Linked DNA regions of Mus musculus: region 2 is linked to region 1. Evidence: chromatin contacts called from public Hi-C data. All regions are on one chromosome and are shown on one strand. Each heading gives the region's core, a stretch centred on a gene start, on an enhancer-like site or on the middle of the called end of the contact. The rest is flanking DNA. Distances are from core to core; before and after follow the strand shown. Region 1 overlaps Kif5c (kinesin family member 5C). Region 2 overlaps Lypd6b (LY6/PLAUR domain containing 6B).

The links. Hi-C and Micro-C count contacts between places; a contact is called where the count stands out from the background.
Region 2: a contact with region 1 is called in a Hi-C map of granulocyte-monocyte progenitors, with 1.6 times the contacts expected there. The contact joins two enhancer-like sites. A contact is called at or near these places in 2 of 39 promoter capture datasets (embryonic stem cells and neutrophils), 22 of 484 Hi-C or Micro-C datasets (the Ba/F3 cell line, CD4 T cells, CD4 single positive thymocytes and 13 more) and 3 of 115 datasets of contacts at active chromatin or transcription factors (CD8 T cells, embryonic forebrain and embryonic stem cells).

What each region holds. Positions count from the first base shown.
Region 1 is chr2:49,769,981-49,775,375 of GRCm38.p6, forward strand. It overlaps Kif5c (kinesin family member 5C), which reads left to right. Exons shown (of 26, transcript NM_008449.3): 26 at 1,184-4,798. Among named protein-coding and RNA genes, the nearest start is that of Lypd6b, 15 kb to the right of the region's middle. Within about 2 kb of position 1,396, at least 51 of the 459 cell types and tissues checked have an H3K27ac peak or open chromatin away from gene starts, as enhancers often do. A contact at or near this core is called in granulocyte-monocyte progenitors, where this site is marked.
Region 2 is chr2:49,878,129-49,883,649 of GRCm38.p6, forward strand. The region is part of intron 2 of Lypd6b (LY6/PLAUR domain containing 6B); the gene reads left to right. Among named protein-coding and RNA genes, the nearest start is that of Lypd6b, 93 kb to the left of the region's middle. Within about 2 kb of position 2,638, at least 1 of the 459 cell types and tissues checked has an H3K27ac peak or open chromatin away from gene starts, as enhancers often do. A contact at or near this core is called in granulocyte-monocyte progenitors, where this site is marked.

The DNA.
Region 1 (5,395 bases), core at 146-2,645:
TGCTCCTCTTTCCTTTTTCTGTATTCATGCATAATTTATGTTGTGTTTATTTACACAAAATATGTAGTGCTGCTTCCACTATTCTGAATGAGGAGGCTGTAGAGAAACAACTTGGAGACAGTACTGTGGCAGGGCTGTGAGGCCTCACAGGTGGACAGAGGCTGGAGGCAAACAGGAAGTACAGTGTGTCAGGTTATGGAGTCTTGTTCAAACTCGGGAGCAGATGAGTTTTACTTTGGCTCCATCATATTTCCTGTTGTGCCACTTCCTTTAGCTTCCTAGGACAAGGCTGTGCCTGCCCATTGGGTTCCTTCCTTCAGCCCGAGGGTTCCAGGACCTCTGCCAGAAACCCACAGGGCAGATTACAGATGGGTCAGGGCCCCATGATGCTGCCAGGGGTTGACTCTTTTGCTATGTTGAGTGTCAAGCTTACAAGAGTTAGTGGAAGATGACTCAGGGCTGGTTTCTAGTCAGGAGAGGTCGAAGACTCCCACCCTGGGGACCTGCCCAAGGTCAGATGGACAGACCTCTACTGAGAGTAAACTGGAAGCGGGTGCTGTACTGAAATCTTCATGACACCATTGGTGTGGAACACACTTTCAAATCAGTTCTCTCTTTGTAGAATGCCTGGGTCAGGACCATGCCTGACCTGCCTGGTGATGTGTGTCCTGGTTAATGAGTGATGTCTGATTGTCCCCTGGGACAGGAAGTGCTTTGTGCTATTCCGATGGCACACAGATGCAGAATGTACTGACTTTTGGAAGAGACTACCGTGACTGGGTCAGGACAAAATACTTAGATGCAGGATGGAGGAAGCTCTGTTATCCATCATGTTAGCCGAGTCTCAACTGAGAAGCAGTGAGGGCGAGCAGGAGACATCAGGCTGAGCACACGCACGGTGGAGTATGTGCCAGTCCCGCAGTGGCAACACTGTTGTGAAGAATAGCAGCATTCGTACATATTGAAGTCGTATTTTAATACTGAACTACAAAAACGTATCCTTGAGATTAGGTTTTCCCTTCAGTTTTACCTTTTAATGCAGATTCTGAAAGAAATAAAATAAGAGGCTCGAGTTGTACTTGTATTGGACAGCTCTACTCAAAATGTCTAGACTGAAACAGACGTCTGAGGAGTGAATCTGCTGACCACTAATGCCTGTGTTCTCTCTTTCATTTCTCAACAGATATGACTCCACGTAGCATGAAAAGGACTGTAGTAGTCACCAGTTCCTTTCTGTCCCCTCCTATACAGTTTCCGTTTCTTTTTACACTTGCTTGCCCAGCCGTCTGTAGTACACCAGATTCAGGTGTTTGCGCTGTGTAGAATTTGTGTGCACAGATACGTGCTTGGATCCTTCTCCTAAGAAGTTGGAAGGAGGGGGTTACGCAATACCCACTTCCTGCTCAGACCTCGCCACTTCTCAGCCTCCGGGGTTGTGTGGTCTCTGGAGGCCCCTGCAGTGCACTGGCCCCTTGGAATGGAACGCCCTGCTGTGCCATCCTAGAGGGACAATCAAGTGCAGTGGAACCAGTGACCACGCTCTGCCTCGACTTCTGGTTTCCTGTAAAATAAACACATTACTTTATATTTTTAGGGAACAAAAAAAAAGTGCTGCTATAGGGTTCAAAATTTTCATTCTGAACACTTTTCCAAAACCAACCCCAGAGAGCATTTTAAATATCCTGGTCATATCTTTGGATCTGTAAAATAGACCTTTTAGTATGGCACCTGTTAAAATGCAAAGCAGATTCCTTCAAGGCAGAAAAACAGTTTGACAATAGCAGTGTAGAATTTGCTCATTCAGACACATCTATGAAAATGCGAAGAGTCACAGAATTCACCTCCAAGCTGCTCGCTGGTGAACCTGCAGTGACTAGTCCTGGCCAGCCCAGTTGTTTGAACATCATTCCTATACAAGAGTTGAAAATGCTGCAGAATTGGGTGAGTGGAGATGGGGCTGCCTCCCCTCCTCACAGCTTCCTCCGGATGCCCTGGAAGCTGCCTTGGGCTCGCCTCTTTTTCTAGCAAACCATCGCGTGCTGGAGGAGATATTCCTAAAGAGATCCAGCGTCAGTACAGTAGTTGGAAAAGAATTCCCTCAGGGGAAAGTCATTGGTGAGATTTATGCCTTGTCTGTTTTTATTGTAACCTATCATTGCAAACTGCTGATTTGAATTCTTTCTTTGGCACCAGATAGGCTTTTTCTTCTTTGAGGCACAGTTAGGGGGGAAAAATCAGTATAACTGGATTGGGGTTTGTTTGTTTGTTTGTTTGTTTTGGGGTTTTTTATTTGTTTTTTGTATATTTAATTATTACTTTATTCAGATCCATGAATCGAAAGGTGACTACGTTCAGTTGGGCATACTAAAAGGATCAGTTGCCAAGTAGTCAAGCGTTTCAAGAGAAACTGGCAGGCTTCAGTGAGTCGCTACTATGTGCTGCTATTTGTTTTCATGAATTTGTGGTTTAGATAGTAACATCCCCATTCATCTCAGAGAAATGACCCATCCTGTCATCTTATGTGCCCAAGAAGTGTGAGCTCACACCTTCTTCTGAAGCTGGTACCCCTGGAGTAAGGGGAGACTCTAGGCTTTCTCAAGGCTGTGAGGGTGGGGTAGAAAAAGTTAATGTGTGTGCTTATGCACATGCGTGTGTGAAATGTTGATGGCTGTGTATATTACCTCCAGGATTCTGTTGTATAGTCCTTTCCTAACACTGATTTGACTTAATTTATTTGTTAGATGTTGCCCTTTATAACAGTGTTTTGTTTTTAATTAGGTGTGAAAAGAAGACAACTTCTATTGAAGTATTTATTTTACAAAGATGATTTTGTGTTTACCTGTGTTCACTTTGTTTCATGTTGTTGCCACTGTTGGCTGCTATTGGAGTCTGATGGAGGGGTCCTTTGCAGGGCAAGTCTGCAAACCCCGTCAGTACCAACTGATGCCAGGTTAGAAGCTTGCTGTCTATGTTTGCTTCTGACTCGGAAACTGAAACGTTGGCCTTTAAGAGGGCTACCAATGGGATGCGTCTTGTCTAGAGGACCTGCTATTGTCTTTTAGACTTGTGTTTAGAAACTGGGTACGGGTCAGTAATACCCCATTCTTGGCTTTCATTAGCAGCCATTATAAAATGGATGATTTTAGATTCTTTCTAAAGCACTTTTCCCCCTAGGTTCCCATTTTCTACTTCTGAAGAGTTGTGGGGCACTTTCAAGTTTTAAAAGGCAGCATTCGTTTGTAGTTCACATTACTTGATCTCTACAAGGGCCTTACAAAATTCACTGTACTTTTATTCACAGAGAAAGTTGGCTTTGATGTCTTTTAGAGATAATTCTGCTAGTTGCTGATCAGCCAGTCAGTTCATCTAGCGCCAGTCTTTATAAGACCTCTAATCGAATTTTCTCACACTGTGACTAAAAGCTAGGCACGTCATTGGAACAGATCATGTGGTTTATTCAAGCAATCCCTAATCTCACATTGTCTATTAATTCCTTTATCAGAACAGTGTGCTCTCGGGCCGCTTTTTTAAAAGGCCATGTTTATAAAGTTTTCATTGTTTGACAGGCTGTTACATTCTATATTCTAGCTGTAAAAATCCCACTTCTGAACAGCCAAGTGGATGGCTCCATTTCGTCACATGTTTCACATTGCTGGAATGTATGCCAGTGTATGTTCTCTGAATAATTTACTATCTCATGCCTACTTCTTGAAAGTTTACTCTGAGATGCCGTAGGAGTGCAGCCAGATGGTTTAGACAAATAACCTCTGCCTGCCAGCCGTTGGGGTGATGATTAGAATGTTATTGAAGATAGTGGTTATGGTTGGGGCTTATAATGCCGACTGCATTTGATCAGTCCTTAGAGAATCCTGAATGTAGGTCTCATCTCTTCAAATGCTGAGCAGTTTGCTTTAGTGGGCATCAGGTAAAACAGTCAGAGGTGTTAGCCTTTTAAAAGACGGAGAATCACATGGTGAAGAATTCATAGAAGTGTTGTAATAAATGAAGGGCTAAAAATGTTTGACTAGAATGTAGATCCAGTGACACCTTGAAGCCTCCAAGTCCATATAGAGATGTGAGCTTGAGGGAATGGGGTTTGTGTCAGCTTCTCTTTCCTAGAATAGCTAAAGGATCGTAAAGCTTCAGTCACCCCTTCCTTTGTAGGGCAGGCGCCACGGGGACTCTGGGTAGAAGACATTGGGGGACACTTGTCATTAGCAGAAGTTTGTCATTGGGCAGGTTTTACTTCATTGTCCCATGCTGGCTATCTTGAGCAAGCTAAAGAACCATCACTGTTTAAAACTGCTTCCTAACAGGGTTTTGAGTTTTAAACAACTGTTGAGTAAGGACCAGATAACTGCCAAAGGAAACACTGGTCTGTGAAGTCTGCTTATTTACTGAGAACTGTGTATCAACTTTTAAACACTTCCCATGTGTGCAGATAAAAGGGGAATAGGGCTTTCTGTAGAATTCTATCTGTCTAGTTTGTAAAGTGTCATGTGTACTGCAGATGTCTGTTCTCTGGGCTTTATGTTCTGTACAGTAGATTTCATTAAGAAAAATTGTGGACAAACTTGTTTCTGTGGTTTGATGGGGGAGAATGGCGATGTGTATTTAAATAGCTATCCTGTGAGATAGAAATGTCCCCAAAGATCTGGAAGTAACCCTCCCTGGCCCTCGGAAAACTCTGGCTATCTCCTAGGTTCTAAAATGAAGATGTATGGATACTCTGGCAGACTGCATGTTGTATAATTTGAAAATACTCAAAACTGGACAATAAAACTGAGTTAAACTTTGACTGGTCTGGTGTCCTTATTTGAGCCCCAGCAGGGTATCTTGACAAGAAGTCAGGAAGTGTGTGTTGGAATGAAGCATGTTTTGAAAGAAGTCACTCCAACATGAACCACCTAAGTCAAAGCTTTGTTCTTTTTTGTTGCTGGCTTTTTGTTGTTGAGGTTTTTTTATTTCCCCTCTAGGTATGTGCTTAATTTTTTTTTTTTTTTCATGCCTGGCAGTGGTGGTGCACACCTTTAATCCCAGTCCAGCACTCTGGAGTCAGAGGCAGGTTGATCTCTGAGTTTGAGGTCAGCTTGAACTACAGTGAGTTCTAGGAAAGCCAAGGCTACACAGAGAAACCCTGCCTTTAAAAAACCAAACCAAACCAACCAACCAACCAAACAAACAAACAAAAAATTGCTTTCACAGTGAAACTAAAATTATAGTAATTCTATTTTTATCTCTAAAAAATAGATAAAGATTTTTAGGTGTGTTTTCTCATCAGAGTGGCAGGATTAATGGAGGAAGATTTCTATTTTGGTTCTCGGTTTCATAGTGTCTCCGCTCTACTAGGGGAAAGCAGCATGGCTAAGAAGCTCTGCCCTGGCAGTGGGGGTAT
Region 2 (5,521 bases), core at 1,388-3,887, 110 kb after region 1:
CTAACCCTTTCTCCACTCAACTTATTAGCACTAGAAAGGAGGCAGGCTCATTTTCCTCTCAGGTGTTGACAAAGGCTGCCTTGTCCAAGGGCCAAAGGCCTTTGGTGACTTGATTAACGCACAGCCTGGCTTGTGCCGATTTTCATACGGAGACCAGTGGATGTCATCTGCTGCCTCATTAGGCCGCCACTCTTCCTGCCCCCCTCGTAATGGTGTCACTGGAGCACAGAATAATCTTAGGTAAATGCTGAAAGCATTCACAACAGAGGTAACCCAGGGTCGGCAGCGACAGATGCTCCAAAAAGCAATTCTTGTTTCCCTCTGCTCTGTGTAGAGTGCAACAGGCATGGTGGAGCTGGGCCAGTTAAATGTTTGAGGACCAGGGCATGCAGAGAGCCAAGACTGTAAAAAACAAAAAACCCCATCTCATTCGGACGATCAATTTTTAGAAATCAGGGGCGGCAGTGGAATAAGCTGGACAATCATTTTGGATGTTGAGGTGGAAGCTTGCTTATTCTAACGTAGGCAGAGAAGGGCCCTCAGACCTTTCATAGCACATGATATGGACACTGTTTAGGAACTCTGTGGCATTTCCAATGGCAGTGGGAGGAGCCATGCTGCTTATAGTGGCTCAGGGAGGACTTAGGTTACACTTGGAGAAGTTCTTCCTGTCTAGGGACTGCAGCAGCCCATGGAACAGAGTAAAGAACACGAACCCAGCTTTATTCTCTCTCGTTGTAGTTGTTTTGATAGTAGGTTGTTATTTTATTTACCAAAATGGACTCCAGAAGCCAGTTCCTTTGGTTGATCCCAGATAGTGCTCTAATTCACCACAGCATGGAGCTCTCCTTGGCCAGGTGGAGGTGAGAATTGTTCAGGGACCTCTTCCTCACACTGGAATACCAGCGGCAGTGAAGGCCACTTTAGTAGGGCATTGCTCCCCTGTAGTGAAAACTGTCTTCGCTGTCAGATCAAAGCCTGCTTAGGGCTTCATGCTTAACAGGATACACAGGTCTCTCACAGAACCATTTGGGTTGGGATTCAGCGTCCTGTCCCCTTCCAGCCGGACTGTCTAGATTCGACATGATGGCGAGACTTCTCTTTGCCCAGTGATGCTTGCACATAGGCCAGTGCCATTTCTTGGAGGGGTGGGGGTGGGGGTGGGGGAGTCCCAGAGCCGATTCACTGAATTCCATCATACACTTGGAATTGGTAAGGGTGAGCTCATTCAGGGTTACAAGGACAGTTTCTGATTCTCTGGGGCTTGGATGGATCTGACACACACCCACTGGGTCACGAAAGCCCAGGTCTGGCCTAGGCTCTTCAGGTCATATGACTGCCTACACTTCAGCCTTGTTTTAGGGCATGTCTGAAGCATTGAGCTCTGTTCCCATACCACTGAGAGAAGGTTTTCTATTACTATTTAATTGAATGAACAACAACAAGTGAACAAACAAAACTAACAACAACAAAAACCAGCCCACTGTTTCTGAATTACTATTGCACCGGTCTCGTAAATTGTAAGAAAATGGAACAGCGTGGAAAGAGTTCCTTGTCCTTCCTTGAACGCTCTTTCTTCCCAAAGGCCCTTTCTCCATCTGCCCTGCCTTTCCTTTTCAGCTAGGCCAGAAAGATGAGAAAAGGGCCACAGTTTGAAAACAATTAAACACTGTGGAGAGGTACTTAGTCAAAAATTAATCATACTGGAGATTTCTTATCTGTGAATTTTATTGCATATGTAAGAGCATTTTGTTTGGCTGTGTGTCCTATGTGCAGTTAGCTACTAGCAGCTCCTAGTAAACACAGACCCTGCTTTCCTGCAGCGTCCTTGCTGCATAAGGAATTACAAAAAAAAAAGCGCAAAAGAGAGTTAGTGAGACCGAGAAGGTAGTGAGTGCAGTTACATGGAGGTTTTCTGATTAAGTGGAATTTTAGCACAGTCATGTGGATCCACTAAGTACACAGAATGACTGTGGAGGACGGGGACATCACAGGCAACAGAAACCATCTGTACAGAGGTTCCCAGGCTGGAATGTGTGTAGTATGTCCACTTGAGTACAGAGAGATACCTGGCATCTGCAAGGGGCTTTGCTCCTAGAGGAAACCAACTTCTTTTGGTTTGTCCTCCCCTTGCTCTGCAGGGCCTGACTGGGCATGTGCCAGTCAAATATCGAAGCTCTCAGAAACCTTGTTGAACATGTTTTCTGATTAAATTGTACAGACACGTTAGCCAACAGAGGGCATGGGGAGGGAATGTGCAGAGGAATTTGGATTTTCTGCAGTGAGTTCATTAGGCTTATCACTAGACAATTCATCTTACTAAGATGTTGTGTTTTAAATGAATAAATAAAATGGCTAGAGGCTTGCGCTTATTCATTATTGGAATCGGAATACGTGAACAGCGTCAAAATGCAAGTACTGGGGAAAGATACTTTGGGAAAGTAGGTCTCTCCTGTTCTGTGCTTTTTTTTTTTTCTCAGAAGCAACTGATGTTAGCAGAGCCTCGGAATGTTTCTGCACACTCTCCCGTCCTTACGAACACGGCAGCATGGCAGCGGTAACTAACGTTAATGTGCTCATGCAGAACTTGGAGCTTCTGTTTGTCAGAGAAATGCACCAAGTTGCCAACTTCCTGTTAACAGCAGAGTTGGGAGAAGACCACAGTTAACCCTCTACCTACTGATAGCCACTAGAGCATTTGCCTCTCTCACTTCAACAAATACTATGATGGAAACCCATGCACATTCTTCCTATGGCACAGTTGTAAAGGTTTCTATAGGAAGGATTTCTAGATGTGTGCTATAAGATGAAAGAGAGTTATCTATTTTTTTAAAATATTTTATGTATAAACATATTTTTTTTTCTTTTTCTGAGGATTTCTGAAATTAATGTCAGTCACCAGATCACAAAGAAAGGACCATAATGCATGACCTAAGTAACATACACACATGCAAAAAAATTACACCTCTGCATCATTTCATACTCCACAACATGATAAAGAGAAAATTCTTGAAAGAAGCCAGAGGTAACCAAGCAGGTGATGTGTCAAGGAGTAAAGAAGAGGAAGCTACACATGTGGCTTCCTCAGAGAACTCCTGGAACAGGAAGTGAGTTGAGGGAGACAGTTCTGAAGGAAAGCAAATACAAGTTCCAATTCAGTATTTTCATAATTTACTCTACAAAGGGAAGGACAGTCAGGTGTGGCGGTTCACACCTACAATTCCATTGCTCTTCTGGCCAAGGGAGAAGGAATGCAAATTTGAAGTCAGCCAGCCTGGGCAACTTGATAAGATCCTGTCTCAAAAGAGGAGAATGCCTTTTCTCCCTTTAATTCTCCCACCCCTTTTATTGAAGTAGCTCCCCCCCTCCATCCCCTGCCACAGATAGTATATCCTCTGTATAGTTTTCTCTTCCTCTACTCCCTCGGTTCCTCCCCACCTCCCCTCACATCTGGATCTACCCCCATCCTGCTTTTCATCATAAAATGAAGAAGCTTCTAAGGGATAATAATAAAATATAATCAGACGAAACAAAACCTGACATACCAGAACAGAACAAATGATGAGACGGAAAAGAACGCAAGGGAAGGAACAAGAAACAGATACAAAGACCCGCCCACTCCCCAGTCAGGAATTTCACAACAACGGGAGCCATGTTATACACACAGAGGACCTGCAGAGTAAAAGAGTGGGAAAAATCTAAGTAGAATAAAAATAAAGAATAATAGTAAGATTAAAAAAAAAAAAACCCACCATGACATGACATCAGGAGAGAAAGAACCTACAATGATAATGCTTGAGTTTGTCTTCCGTTGGCTATCCACCGCTGGGCATGGGGTCTACCATTAAGAGTAGGTTGTTTTCCCAGTGAGACTCCCATTGGAGGAAACTGAAATTTCGTTTGTAAGTGGTTATCAATTGGAGACAGCTTCTGGGTTAGGGACGGAAGGTTGTGTCCACTTCTCCGTTCAGCTCTGAACCCCATCTGGTGAAGCCCCCGGCTGGCCCTGCTCATGCCGCCTCAGTCTCTCAGAGTTTATATGTCCACTGACCCTGTTGATTTAGAGAGCCATGTTTCTTGTTTGCTCCATCCCCTCTGGTTCTTACACTCTTTCTGCCTCCTCTTCTGCAGGGATTTGATGGAGACATCCATTTAGGATGAGTGTTCAAAGTCTCTCACTCTCTGCATACAGATGGGATCGGCTGTGGGTCTCTGCCTGTGTTCTCCTCAGCTGCCTGAGCTGGAGGAAGTTTCTCTGGTACTGGCTGAGCAAGGCACTGACTTGCTTCCTTTAGTATGCTTGTATCTTTGTCCCTGTCCCAGGGATTAAACTCAGATCATCAGTCTTCCTGGCAGGCCCCCTTACCCACTGGGCAATCCTACCCGCCCTAGATACCTATTTCAAATGTTGGTTGATATCACCAGATTCCATCAATTTATACTACCACTAAGACCAAGAGCCCTGATTTCTTCCATCCTCAGCAGGACAATGGGTTGCTGTTCTTTTGTGCTTGTTCATTTGCTGTAGTTTAATCTGCATTCCTTTGCAAGTGAGGTAGACTTCAGACAAGAACCATATTTGGCATTAGTCCAGGAATGTTGTCTGTGTGACAGATTATTTGAGAATTTGGGGGACTTCTGAGAAAAGTAATGTATGAAAAATTCTATAAGCACCCCAGGGTTCTTACAAACAGAATATGACTTCTGTTCTTAGGGAGTAGACTTTTATTCAAATCTTCCAGTTTATCCTACTGGTTAAGATGTCTTGTCATCTCCAACACTACTCATCTAGTCTGTGTCTTTTCTCAGAGTGTTTAAGAAACAGGTTTCTTATTCTTCCTGACAGTTGACATTTTTTACCCTTTATATTTTTGTAGACTATTGTGTTAGGAACATCATTGTTATTTTTGGTTCAGGTGCATTTTCAGCATGGATTATTCCTTTAAATAATTTTTCATATGTGTGTGTGCATATATGTGTAATAATGTGTGAAACATGTTATGGAAGTACATATGGAGGACTAAGGTTGACATTGGGAGTCTTCCTGGATGGCTCATCACTTTTTCACTGGAGCAGGGTCTTTCTGTTGAACACAGAGTTAGCCAATACTCTGGCTAGCCTAGCTAGTCAGCTTTCTGTAGGGATCCCCTGTGTCTGATTTTGGAGTGCTAGAACCACAGGCAAGCCACCATATACAACCAGCATCATGCACAACCACCTCACATCTCATACATTCAGCATCATGCACACACAGTACCATGCCCACTCAGAGTCATGCACACCCAGAGACCTGTGCTCCCAGCATCATAAACACCAGCATCATGCACACATCTAGTATCACACACACCTCGCATCATCTGCACCCCACATCGCACGCTGTTCTACCTCATGCCCACTTGGCATCCCACTCGCCCAGCATTTATGTGCCCTCTGAGAATGCTTGCTGCTTGAGAGGCAGCTGCTTTTCACTGAGAACTTTCCTGCCCCCAACTTGTTTCTTTTTGTTTCTGATGTGAACACT